Linked DNA regions of Zea mays: region 1 is linked to region 2. Evidence: chromatin contacts called from public Hi-C data. All regions are on one chromosome and are shown on one strand. Each heading gives the region's core, a stretch centred on a gene start, on an enhancer-like site or on the middle of the called end of the contact. The rest is flanking DNA. Distances are from core to core; before and after follow the strand shown. Region 1 holds the start of LOC100276733. Region 2 holds the start of LOC100278269.

The links. A called contact is a pair of places that touch in the nucleus more often than the background predicts.
Region 1: a Hi-C map of tassel shows a contact between it and region 2, with 4 times the contacts expected there. The contact joins the promoter of LOC100276733 here to the promoter of LOC100278269 in region 2. A contact is called at or near these places in 4 of 25 Hi-C or Micro-C datasets (ear, leaf and tassel).

Annotation. Positions count from the first base shown.
Region 1 is chr5:134,963,020-134,969,471 of Zm-B73-REFERENCE-NAM-5.0, reverse strand. LOC100276733 reads right to left here and starts at 4,645. Exons shown (of 2, transcript NM_001371574.1): 1 at 4,106-4,645; 2 at 139-429. The coding sequence starts at 4,501. The coding sequence ends at 394.
Region 2 is chr5:134,412,957-134,419,709 of Zm-B73-REFERENCE-NAM-5.0, reverse strand. It overlaps LOC100278269, which reads left to right and starts at 4,346. Exons shown (of 5, transcript NM_001365089.1): 1 at 4,346-4,462; 2 at 4,566-4,672; 3 at 6,204-6,238. The coding sequence starts at 4,460. It overlaps LOC111589343 (a long non-coding RNA gene), which reads right to left and starts at 4,227. Exons shown (of 2, transcript XR_002748352.2): 1 at 4,128-4,227; 2 at 3,598-3,852.

The DNA of each region.
Region 1 (6,452 bases), core at 3,396-5,895, 550 kb before region 2:
TTCGGGTAAACTGGCAATCATGCAGATTCATTCTCCTGTGCAGCTGCCCCAAATCGGCCCCCACTAACAACCCTCAACAGCTCAACAACAAACACTAACAAATCAACCGTGGAGCAGTTAATTTAAGACTGCGATATTGTGAAGTTTCTTATTCTGAGTCAAATTTGTCCACAGAATATTACGCTGACAATAGCCAAAATGGTGTACGAGTTAAGAGCACCAACTGGAAGCATATGTCAATGCGGGAAAACAAAAATTGGACCAGACATGGCTTTCAAACTGGTAACACACATTCTAAGTGGTAGCGGCAAGAGAAAATTTTCTTCCAGCATCTGTGAGTGTACAAATGTCCATAGTTAACCATGATATATAAAGTAGAAAACTCCTGCTTGGTCACTCGGCCTGGGGCTTATCCTCGGCTTTCTTTGGCTGTCAACAAAAGAAAAACAGAGAATAATCCAGTCAGTAACTGAGAAAACAGAGAGACATGTGCAAAGAAACTCTAAACATACAGAATATCATGTCCGCTGAGGATGTCATCCACTGCACACATGACAGACCTCGATATAGAAGTCCTGTTGTAACAACAAATATTGGGAACACAACAAGGTACAATAGTTTTTTCCCTCAAACTATGCAGGAGAAAAAAAACAAAGGAGAGGCAATCAGGCAAAGCCAACTCCCTTAGGCCACCTAGTACACGACTAACAACACCACTCGCTGCAAAGAGAAAAAAAACATGACCAAAAAACCATCCGGAGCCTAAGCAGCCTGTGACAACTAGGAATGGGCACATTTAAACCGAAAGCATGAAACCAAACCTGAACCGAACTCCTGTTTTTTCGGTCTTTGGTTTCGGTTTCAGTTTCAAGATATGTGTACTTCAGTCTTCAGTTCCTGGGTGCAACCAAACCAAAACACTAAGGAACCGATCCCTACCAGCGAACACAGGACACGGAGAACACAGCAGCACAGCCCACTAGTCACTAGACTAGTGACGCGGGGTCCACAACACTCCTAACCCTAACCCAGCCACCATCACCATACGCAGGCAACCTGGCCCCAGCCACCGCACCATCACCATGCCACCACCACACCCTAACCCTAACCAGCACCAGGCCCCAGCGCCACGACGCCAAGCGGCAGGCGCATCCCGATGCTAGAGGAGGCAGGCGCATCGCGACGAGTCGACGGTGGCTGTGGTGGTGGCCCGCGTGCATCCAACGGCGGCAGTGGCTGCTCTGAGCGCCCGCGTGCATCTCGTTATGCAGCAGAGGTAGCTCAACGGGTCCCGGCTGGATTGTAACTAATCCGATGTAACTAATTGGCTCTCAACACAAACCACCCATAATCCAGAAACTAAGATCATGGATTGTGGCATCAATCCTGATCCCAGTGACTTATTCGAGCAAAACTTGCACTGCTGAAATGAAACAGGAGAAGGGTTAACAAATGGAGGGCATAGGAAATAAAATGATGTGGCAATTTTCAAGAAAACATCTGAGCATCTACACTAATCATGCAAGAATAACCAACAGGCAATGCCCTGGATACCTATTGAGCAACCTTATCATATGCCAGCGAATTGGACATCTATGGAGTGTGAACAACTAAGGCCCTAAAAGGTGCTGATGTGTAACTTATTAAATATAGCTTGCTAGAAAAAAAATTCTCAACCAGGAACTGGTAGTCTCCTGTAACTCTTTCAGTTTTGACTTGAATATCCAGTTATCCACATCTCCAAGAATGAATAAACCAATGATCCAGCTGATGATAGATTTACGGTTTGCACATACATGCTCTTTTAGACTAAGTATCCTATGCAGATCCAGTGCTGGATTCGAACCCACGAACTGTTGACTCAGTGAGACAGCTTTCACCACTGCAGTAGACCTGCCCTTCACTAAGCATCCTATGCAACTGCGTTTAACCATTTGCACGAACATGCTTTTCTACACTGCAACATTTATTGCAATCTTGGTTATAATGAACTTTGACTAGGTGGTAAATGAGATGTTGGTAAGCTGTACATACACGACATGCCTTACTGCACGTTTGGATCCAACGGACTAAATTTGTCTGTCACATCAGTTGTTTGAATACTAGTTAGAAGTTTTTAATATAGTCTAATTATAAAACTAACTATACAAATAAACCTAATTAGTTCACGATTCGCGTATATGATGCTACAGTAAACATTTGCTAACCATGGATTAATTAGGCGTAATAAATTTGTCTCATCGTTTAGTCTTTATCTATGTAATTAGTTTTGTATTTAGACTATATTTAATTCTCGGACTTGGTATTTAAACATTTGATGTGACACGTGCTAAACTTTAGTTACAGGAATCTAACACATCCTTAACTTCCCAGCTGACCCAGATGATACCATTCTAGGCAGCTACTTCTAGAGGTGACAATGGGCTCTCAATTTTATACTATAAGATTTAATGATCAGATCTGATTAGGATCAGACCCTATTTCTATTCATTTTTGAACTAAAATTTAGTTAGGGCTCTACCATTTTGTGAAGAAGCATTTGGATCACGATCCATTACCACCCCTAGCTACTCATGCCCAAATTATATGTTATTTTGGCTTTTCTATGTACACCAGATGCCATGCACTTAGATCTATAATTTTTTTTATGCTCCTAGATATACATTATGTATAGAATCCCATAACGATCTATAATTTGGAAGGAAAAAAGCAGTTGATAATGGGCTTTAAACTTTGCACTATAAAATTTAAGAATCGAATCAGGATAGGATCGGGCCAAGGTTTTAAAGTCGTCCGACTAATCGCGATTAGTCGGACTTATCGCCGGAGTAAGCTAAATTAGGAGCTTCGACTCGATTAGGGAGACTAGGAACCGATTAGTCGTCGTAGTCACTGACTAATCGCGATTAGTCATCCGATAATCGAGCGACTAGGAACCGATTAGTCATCCTAGTCACTGACTAATCACGATTAGTCGTGAGATTAAGTGTTATGACCGCCTAGTTTATGCCTGGTTTGGGCCTGTAATATGTCCTCTGTCCTATGGGCCCGCAGCCGGCCCACCATCTCTACAGTAAAAAGTAGAAACATTGTGTTGCCCTACCTGTACCACACCAGCCAGACAGTAGCCGTCGCCCCTTCTCCAGCGTGCGGCTGCGCCCCCTCTACTCCGGCGGCCCTCTACTCCATCGCGGCCCTCTGCTCCGGTGGCCCTCTGCTCCATCGCGTGGCTGCTGCAGAGGCCTCTACTCGAGCCTCCACCCTCCAGTGTGTGGCGCCCGCCTCTACTCCATGCCTCCACCAGAGTCCACCCTCCAGCGCGCGGCTGTCCTGAACTTCGGAGTTCACAGTTCAGACTTATTCACAGTTCAGACTTCCTAACCACTCCAAAGAACATTAGACTTCTTTAGAGTTCACAGTTCATAGTCTGTTCTGAACTTCAGACCGAGATGAGCATCTCTTCAGACGGTAATCCCTTTGTTCTTTTGCTTATTCACTTGTTCAGCAGTATTGTGCGTGTCTGCTACAGCTATAGTGTATTGTTGTACTGTAGTCCTGCTACAGCTATACACGCGCGCGCACGCGCACACACATATGGTCTTGTTATAGGTGGACGACTATAGGACGATTAGGAGTCGACTAGGCTCGACTAATCAAGCAAATCAATGACTAATCGCGATTAGTCACCTTATCGGTGCTCAGGCGACTAGAGTCGACTAGCCGACTTTAAAACCTTGAATCGGGCTCTATTTCTATTCATTTTTGAAGTAAACTTAATTAATGGTTCAAACAAATTGTGAAGAGACATTTGGATCATGATGCATTACCACACTAAAAGCAGTACCAAATTTCGGCGACAAGCAAACCATGCATTCATTTCGAGTTCGACAAAGCGATAAGCAGTGTAAACAAACTACATCACCGGTCGAAACAAACACAATGGTAAAACGCACAAGATGCCCAACGGATACCTTAACAGACACATCAAATACAAAGAAATGATCCAGAGAGTGTTCAATGCAGTGTAGAAAGAAAAGAAACACCCACGCACGCCTGGCGTTCGACGAAATGGAAAGATAAGCACAAAAAGGAAAACATGCCGTACCTTGATGCCAGGGAACGACATGCCAAGCTCCTCCTCGGGGATGACGACGGGCCACTTCTCCCCGCCGTCGCGGAACATCTTCTCCGTATCGATGAGCCGGCCCCGTGCGACGATCTGGTCCCGGATGCCCTGCGCCGTAGCTCCCTCAGCAAAGACGATGGCCTCTTCAGCTCCGGTGAAGTAGGTCACGAGGACCCTCGGAGGCGGGAGAGTCGGCTGCGACTTGAGGTCCGTGGACGGAGCTGGGGAGGGGAGGCGGCGGAGCTCGACCGAGCAAGCCGGGTTGGAGTCCTTGGCCTTGCGGCCGTTGCACTGCGCGAGGAGCTCCACTGCCGCCGCCTTCCGCGGGTCCAGAGGGCAGTACTCCACCACCACCTTGGACAGGAACTTCAGCATGCTCTTCCTCTCGCCACTGGCCCCGACGCCTTCGTCGTTGCCGCGCACTCGCCGGAGCCGCCTCTTCGCTCGCTGGAGATTTGGTGGCGGCGCGAGGTTTCGTGCCTGTATGCTGAGGGTTGGGCCAGCCCCAAACTTGTTTATGGGTCGGGTCACAAGTAGACGCCTCTTGAAATCAGTCGTATTAAATTTCTAAGGGCTAGTTTGTCATATTTTCTCACGATATTTTTATTTTTTAAGAGAAATTAGTTTATTTTCTCTTGATAAAATATAAATTCTTTGGAAAAATAGAATTCCCAGGCTAGCCTTAAGAGTATGCCTAACGGTTTTCAAACTCTACTCTAGACTAGTAAGCTAATTGTATAACAAATCTAATCTAAAATACAATAAAGTGATCGAGATAATGGGAGTACAAAAATTTGAATCTTTATTTCTTATCTTAATCTCTGAAATCGTGCTAACACTGAAATTAATAGAAAATGAACATACACATTGTATTGTTTTTCAAGTGTTGATACATATTAGATGTATTGTTACCCTCTCTTCATCAAGAAGCCTCAATACTCTCAGAAGGGGATCGACAATATTTGACTGATATTCGGTATTGAAAAATCCTTGTGCCTGGTGGTGTTCATACACATTGTGTGCAAATGCCCATTTATCACGAAACCCTTGTCCATATTATTCGAAGAGATGAGTTCTCATCTTCATCATTAAAGAAGCCATGGAATGTCTCCAAAGGGCCCATGATATCAGCATATCCACACCAAATATGATCTTTTGTAAATTTATCAGAAAGGTATAGCAATGTGAAAACATGCAAGGTTGATTGGACAGACATGAATGTAATCTCATCTCAAGGGGACAATGGGAAATAAGAGGGGGCACCACAAAAATAGTATCTAAATGCTTTTGTAGACACAAGTCAACTTCAGATAGATGTTTTTCATTCACAACCATAAATTACATCAGTTTTCATTAAAAATTGAGTTTCCACATACACAACCCTAAACATTGCATTAAGTTTGGAATTGGAATATGCAGAGTAGGGATTGGAAAGATGGTCTTGGTCCTCTAAATTGGTATTTCAAGCAATGGCCAATGTTTAGTTTTTTATACCATTCGTTGCACAACTTTATCATTTCTCACCTCAACACACATAGAATAAGAAACAGATAAAAAATTCATATAAAGCTCACTGAGAATTTTCTTGACAATTATTGTATCTTTTGTAGAAATGCCAATTAAAATTTAGAAGATCCTTCTTTTCAAAATCAGAGATTGTACTTACCCAGTTACCTTGTACTGTCGGCTTGCCACTGGAGATTGGGGATGGTTGGACATAACTGCGCACTAGGATTGGGGAAAAGAACTGGCCACTGGCATTTCCAAACTCGCCATTGGCAAAGAGATAGTGGTGTCTTCCTCCTTCGCCTCGTGCCCGTGGCCTATGGAGTCATGGAGGCGGGACAGCGCAACGGGCAGAGGTGAGAGGTAGCCAGTAGGCGCAATGCAGAGCAAAGGTGACTCAGGCTGTCAGGCGAGGTGAGTGGCGGGCGGCGTGTGCAGCGTAGGGAAGAGGTGAAGAGCGACTGTGCATGTGTGGTTGTGCCCTTGTGAGCAACAACGGTGCGAAGATGCCAGACATAGGTGGGCATCATGCTGCGTGAGTGAGGGAGGAAGGATGATCCAAATAACACTGACCATTGGATATGAGTGATGAGGGGAGGGAGAGAGGGCGATCTGAACCGTTGATTTTGAGGGTGTGTTATTTGTGGGTGCAATTTGTTTGGTGTACGTAGGGAAGCTTATAGGTGTGAGGGTGATTTGGTTGGGTGGGTTTAGCAAAGTTTTAACTGATGAATTATATAGTGTTATAGATTTTGAAAATAAAGATTACAAGTAGAGCTTTGAGACTAGATACTCGGTGTCATGTTTGCTGGAGGTTAGA
Region 2 (6,753 bases), core at 3,097-5,596:
AAGTAGCCAAGCTTTGTCATCATGGACATATCGGCCTCAGAGACAGTAGATTTTCCAAATTCCACGTGGCTGGGTTTAGATGGCATGACAGAGTAATCTATCTCTTCTTCATCAGCCTCACCTTCTTCAATATCAGCCTGCTCGGTTTCGGTAGTAGGTGCACCTTCGTAAACAACACCCTCTGGCACAACCAAGCCTGATTGTCTCATCACTTCAGAAATCGGGGCGGTCTCGGCAGCTTCGGCCTCTTCCCCATCGCGTGTGACTCTAGCAGTTGAGCGCACCCTGGCCATTTGATGCTGAATCTCTTGCGGTTTTGATGAAGTTGATTACTTTTTGATTTTGCCGAAGCTCTCTCTTTTGACGAAGCTAAAAACAAGACGATGATTTAACTGAGAATACAAAGAATAAGCTTCGGCTATGATCAAATTTTTCAACAGCACAACAGTACGATAGTAATGAATGCTGTGGTAACTTCACACCTGCCCGTTTGTTTATATAGTGCCGCAGGTGGGTAGGTGAATCATCAAGCTACCTACACCCGCCGAACAGTCGCTTGCGTTCACTGAACAGTGGACCGCAGGCCACGAGAAGGAGAATCACCAGATCGTGCGTACCCGTTCTATGGTGGGACCACCTCACGCTAGGAATATTTAAATTATTTCTCGACAACGAGCTCAGGGAAGGTGTTTTTCGGACCTTCGGCATTCCGAAGCCTAAAAGAATATTTCACGGGTCGAGCTCGTTACGAAAAACGATCTGGCACCGTGAAGGGGCTACTGTTGGGGGTATGCTTCGTGGCCGAAGGTCCTGTGAGAAGAAACACCTTCGGAAGGCCAAAAGCACAATGCCGAAGCTACCAATCAGGGAGCTTCGTAGCGTATCTCCAGATGCACCGACTTAAAGATGAAATGACCAATCGGCCCATAACTACCTGTGTTATGATTGTAACCATTTGTAAAGGGCATGAATGTAATTTCTCACAGACTGCGTCCTGTGCCTATAAATAGATGAACAGTACCCCTGTACTGTTCACGTTTTTTCGCATCTTACTTTTGCCCTTGCCTTCTGTCGCACTCAAGGTACAAATGTAATTTTGTTTTCATGTATTCATGATTGTTCAATAATAAATGTTTATATATATCATTATTTATGTTGTTTTCCTGTGTTTTATAAGCTTCATCCTTTGTTTATACATGTCATATTTATGAAGGTATATCCTTCATAACCTTCGTCCAAAGATCGTTATATCCTAAGGAAAATAATGCTTCGAAGGACGAAGGATATTAACATTTAATATTTTGTGTTGCCTTGTTCTTAACTCATATCATTTGAGAACAAGTCCCCAACAGTTGGTTTGCACCAGATATGTTCCCAAATAGTTTAGTATTTTTCTAATACCTTTTTTAGTGTGCTATGGCCCCTTTCTTTACATTTGTACCTGCAAGTTTATTTAGTGGCTCTTTTATGTGTTTTTTAATTAAAAAGCTTATGTGTTATCTATTCCACTTTCTAATTTTAAGTTGGCCATTAGCCATTGTGATAAACCCGTTTACTAGGAATCGTTTCCATAAAAGTGATTTTATTTGTCTGTTTTTGATCATTACTTTTGATCATTACTGTATTTAAAACTATAATTTTATAATTTATGTTAGTACCATATTGGCCTGTCACTGAATAGCTAAATTGAAAATATGGTAAGTTTCTGACCGACCAGAAATCATCTTGTGTAAAAGATAACGTTACTGACTATTTTCAGTCCTAATGATAGTTTTGTTCAATTTGCTAATCATGTGAACTATACAAATGACATACTAAACTATAATAACTGGAACATGTGATCAAATCAATATATCAGGTGCCCATCCCTTTGATTTAAAAAATGATAATCTAGTAGTCCCTACTACTATTATATGTGGAAGGGCGTACAACTATAGGGAAGAGGCCATGCTCCCGCTCCTGCCTCCCGCGATGCCCCCCCTCCACTCCCGCCTCCGCTGCTATCAAGGCACGATGTTGATGCCTCCGACCGAGACAACCTCTTCCTCTCCCAGTCTCACTCGCGCGAATCCACAGGCGAGACCGTCCTCGGCGGCCTGCCTCTCCTCCCTCCCACCGTCGTAGCGCGAAGCTCCACCGGACACAGACCCCGACGTTGCTCTATCGCCCGTTGCGTTGTCCCTCCGCTGGCTCCCACATACACCTTCTCGACCGCGCACCACCACTCCATCACCGTCCACTGGAGATTGTCCTCTCACCGAGACCCCCACCCACCGCCCTCCACCTCGCGTGCCTCGCAAACGGACGCGCTCGACCGCAACCCAAGTTTTGCTTCGACGTCATCTCAGACAGCTCAAAGATGTCATCCTCCATCTCATAACAGTATAACACTCATTTATTTATAAGTTATCGTGATGTTATATGTTTCCATTGCAACGCACGGGCACTGACCTAGTTGAAGTAAAAACGATATAAGAATATACCTATAGTTTAGTCTAGTTCTAGAAAACCTAGACAACTGCATTTATATATTTTTCTTACTTTGAGATGTCTTTTTAATTTTCTGAACATCAAGTCCTTTTAAGATTTCTCTTTTGATATAGCGCATCATCAAATCATTTAACTAATCATTGGTCATCTTGTTGCGTGGATCTAGGCGGATGCTGCTGTGTTGATTTGCTTTGAGCTCCTCGTCGTTCTAAGAATAGGGATGAGCGAATGGTGACAGGGGTTGCAATACAATAGGAACCAGTGCTGCACGATTAGCGGAATAGGGGTCAAGGGGTGAATCGCAGAGCTAGGCCGGATAGAGTCGCGCTGGACAGGTGGAGCTAGGTGATGGGTGAAACGAGGGCACACGACGAAGTGCGAAGCTAAGCCTGGATGGAGACGTGTGGATTTGACTGGGCCGTTGAGGCACACCACACACGGAGTTGGCGATTGTGCCGACGACGAAGGCTCGTGGAGCTAAGCGGAGACAGTCCTAATCAGCTAGAAACAATAGAGCGTGGGATAAAGATTTATTTTACTATTGGTATTTTATTGGGTTGAATCAAGGTATTGCTTGAACAAGGCCGAACAATATTGGGTCAACTGCCCATGTCTCCATGAACGGATAATATGGCCTCGCCTTAAGCGGACTTGAAATCAACAATTAAGAGTATGTTTTGTACATAGATTTTCTTGTGCGTGGCAGTAATATGAATCCCATTGCTTTAATGATGATGCTTTTCTGCTTTCTATTATTTGGGCGACAAGAGATTTTCTTGTGCGTGGCGCTTAAGCGGACTTTAAAGATTTTCCAGCTCCAAATATCAAATGTTACGATCTAACTTGGGCGACAAGAGATGACCGACAACAACTCCGTCTCCAACTCTTAAATGCCGGATCACTTATTACAGACAAGGTGTGTATTCTATTTATATAGCTATAACATACTCATGGGCTATACCTATCCAACCATTAGACCGAACCATTCACAGCATCTCCAACGGCCTCCAAACAGTATTCCTAAAACGTCATTTTAGGAGAGAAAAAAAAGAAAAAAACCCATGTCCAACAGTTTCCAATGTATGCTCCTAATTTATTCCAGCGTCCCAAAGCCACAACTTCTTGGCGTAAATATTCGTCGAGTTGCCAAGCACCATCTCACCGCGCGCAGTGCAGCAAGACCCGCGCAGATGGCCGCCAGCAACTCGGACGACTCGGCCACCGCCGCCTTCGCCTCGTCGGTGGCATTCGACATCGCTCATTCGACTGTGCCTTCTCGAGTGTCCCTGGATTGTTCAGCAGCAGCGACATCGCCCATTTGACTGTGCTCGAGGTCGTCTCTTTTCCGGCTCCAAACAAGTTCTTCCCAGCAAACAAATACGTTAAACCATCGTCAGTGACAGAGAACCATCGTCTCGATCTGTGCTAGCTAGCTAGCTAGTCGAGTTTCCGGTGAAAAATCAATGGAACGATCAAATGAATCCCTGATCCAACAGAACGTAGCATTTGACTAGTTTTGGGACAAAATAAGGTGCCGTTGGAGTTGAATATGTTGTTTTTTTGGGGGTATTTAGATCTTTAAGAAGATCTCAATATAACAATATTGAAAGAAATACACCAATTTAGCACTTGGATACCTCGTGTTGGGCCTCACCACTCTGCTACTCCTTCTGGGCTCGTGCTCGTCATCACCAGTTCAGGACACGACGTTGAAGCAGACGACGCTGGGTTGCTAACATTCAGACCGTTCGATCTTCGATCTAGCACTAGATCACCAACTGGAAAAAATAACACGCACGCAAGAGGAGAAAACAATCCGCAAATCGGCGCTCGGCTTCCGTCCTTTCCGTGCCTCCGCCGATCCGCCGCAACCGCGTCGTCCGTCCCCCCGTTCGGTCGCCGCCCTCTTTCCCGCCTCCCTTCTCGGCCTCCGTCCTCCTCCGCGTCCGCGGCCTCCTCCTCGTGCTTCATGGTAACTCCACCACGGCTCGATCTGAGCCCTACTCGTGCTTGGATTTCTCGGTCCTGATCTCACTTTTGTTTTTGCCCGATGCCGTCGTTCTCGGCTGATACAGTCTGCGCTCTTCAACTTCCACTCGTTTGTGACGGTGGTGCTGCTGCTGATCTGCACTTGCACGTACCTCAAGATGCACTTCCCCTCCCTCCTCATCCGCCGGACAGGGTGCGCCTTCATACTCGACTTTTTTTTTATTTTATATAGAAGCCTCAGCGAATATTATTGCGGTGTACTGTCTAAGGGTATGGCCTGATGTCGGGATGTGGGAATAATAATGTGCAACCTGTCACCTGTGTGATGCGCGGCTAATGCCCTTTTTTTTTCAGTTTGTTCTCTAGTTTAGCGACGCTGTGTGTTTCGCCTATTTGGCTTTTCGGATCCTACAGTCCTACTCCTATTAGTTGAAGTTCTAAAAATTTCGAAATAATTGGTATTTTGTCATTCAGAACGTTGTCTCCTGTTTATAATTGCCACTGCATTTATGAATTATTGGTCCATCCAAGTCTATGAAATATGGGTTTGAAGCAATTTTGCGAACCTCTTTTCTGGTACTGGCAAATATCAGAATCGCTCAAAAATTTCCATAGCAACTGTCCTTGTCTATACTCTAGATGTCCGTAATATGTTAGAATTTGCCAAACAATAAACAATTTTTCCTTCCGATTGATATCCTTTTCCAGATCTCATAATAAGAGCAAACCCTACTTTTGGTACTGCTAGTATTTATTAGCAATTCGTTTATATCAGAATTGCTCATAAAAAGAGTATTTATCTTTAAGAAAACAGGCCAGTTGCTTTGTGCGTGAGTGAATTAAAGAGGATTGGAGCACTACATTATTTATGGTAGACCCTAAAATCTCAGAAACAGTGATCTTTAAGTAGACAGCTTTTGGGAAGGAAGACAAAAATCAAGTCATTGTGTGTTAGGAGACTGTCCCTAAATCCAGATTTTTAAATGATTAATTTTGCCACTATGAAATTACCATGAATCTCTATCAAGTTGTACTGTGTAATCATTGATAATTGATCTATGACTCAGTTGTAATCTTGCAGGCAAAGCTAGAAAAAAACTTTGTTGCCAATCAACTATACATACGCTTGATTGCAAACACATCAGCAGAAACTTAGATAGTCTCTGTTGTCTGTTCTAACTAAAGCAAGAGGCACACCCACATGACACTTCATTACAGTTTAGGTACTAGATTCTTAGCAATTCTTGAAAGCATTATAATTGTATTATGCCGTAATTTACCTAATTAAATAATGTCACTGAAATGGCTTTTGCATTGAGAATTCGAGATCTTATAATTTGCATGGGGGTAAATGGATCTTGTTCCTGATTGCCTAATCCATTTCTACTTAGTTTGTGATGCTGCTCTTCTAACTTCTAAGGTGCCCGCCATTTCAGAATTAAGGGGCAACCTTATTGTGGCCAGGTGTAGGAAACAAGTTAAAACAAACTAGCAAAGGCAATTGCAATGAGGAAATATGCTAATTATTTTATGTAGTCATGTGGGGAGTTCATCACTGACCTTCTAATGTGATACTTAGATTAAACATTAACATCCACCTACTGTGTGTGTCTTTAGTTTTCAAACATAGTTTCCCACATTCAAAACTTCACGGTTTGAGCTTAAATTATACTTTGTACTCTATAAGACATACATTTAGCTCATCATCTTACCTCAATTTGCAGGTTCCGTGGTTTCTTTTGGAAGGCTGCTAGGATAGGTAACCTCTACCTATTTTGCTCAATATCTTATCATTTATCATTTCATTTACATACAGTTGTATCCAGTGCTTCATTAGCATGTGCATTTTGCAACTGATGCATTAGCCCTCCGTGTGCCTTTCAGTATGTTTTCTAAGGACTACACTGTTACACTGTTGCATTAGCCCTCCAGGTTTCAGCTCCAAATTGGATGTTGTTATAAGTTGATCTGGACTTGCAAACATATAAGTTTCAGGGAAAAAGCCCTGGCCATTCCATTATCATAAGGACCAACAGTTAAAGCATTCAGGTATCATCACCATTACAAGGAAACACCCGACAGCAGCACACCAGCTCAAACAGTGTAATTGCAAACTAAAATACACTACACCCTCCACTCATCACCAAACTGTAAAAAAACTCCTCCACTTCCCCTTTTCAGCAATGCCATAAGGTGAGTAGTCCACCAGAAGATTTGAGATCTCTGCTGGTAATTCCTTCTTCATCCAATCCAGTGCTGTCTTGTACAGGTACT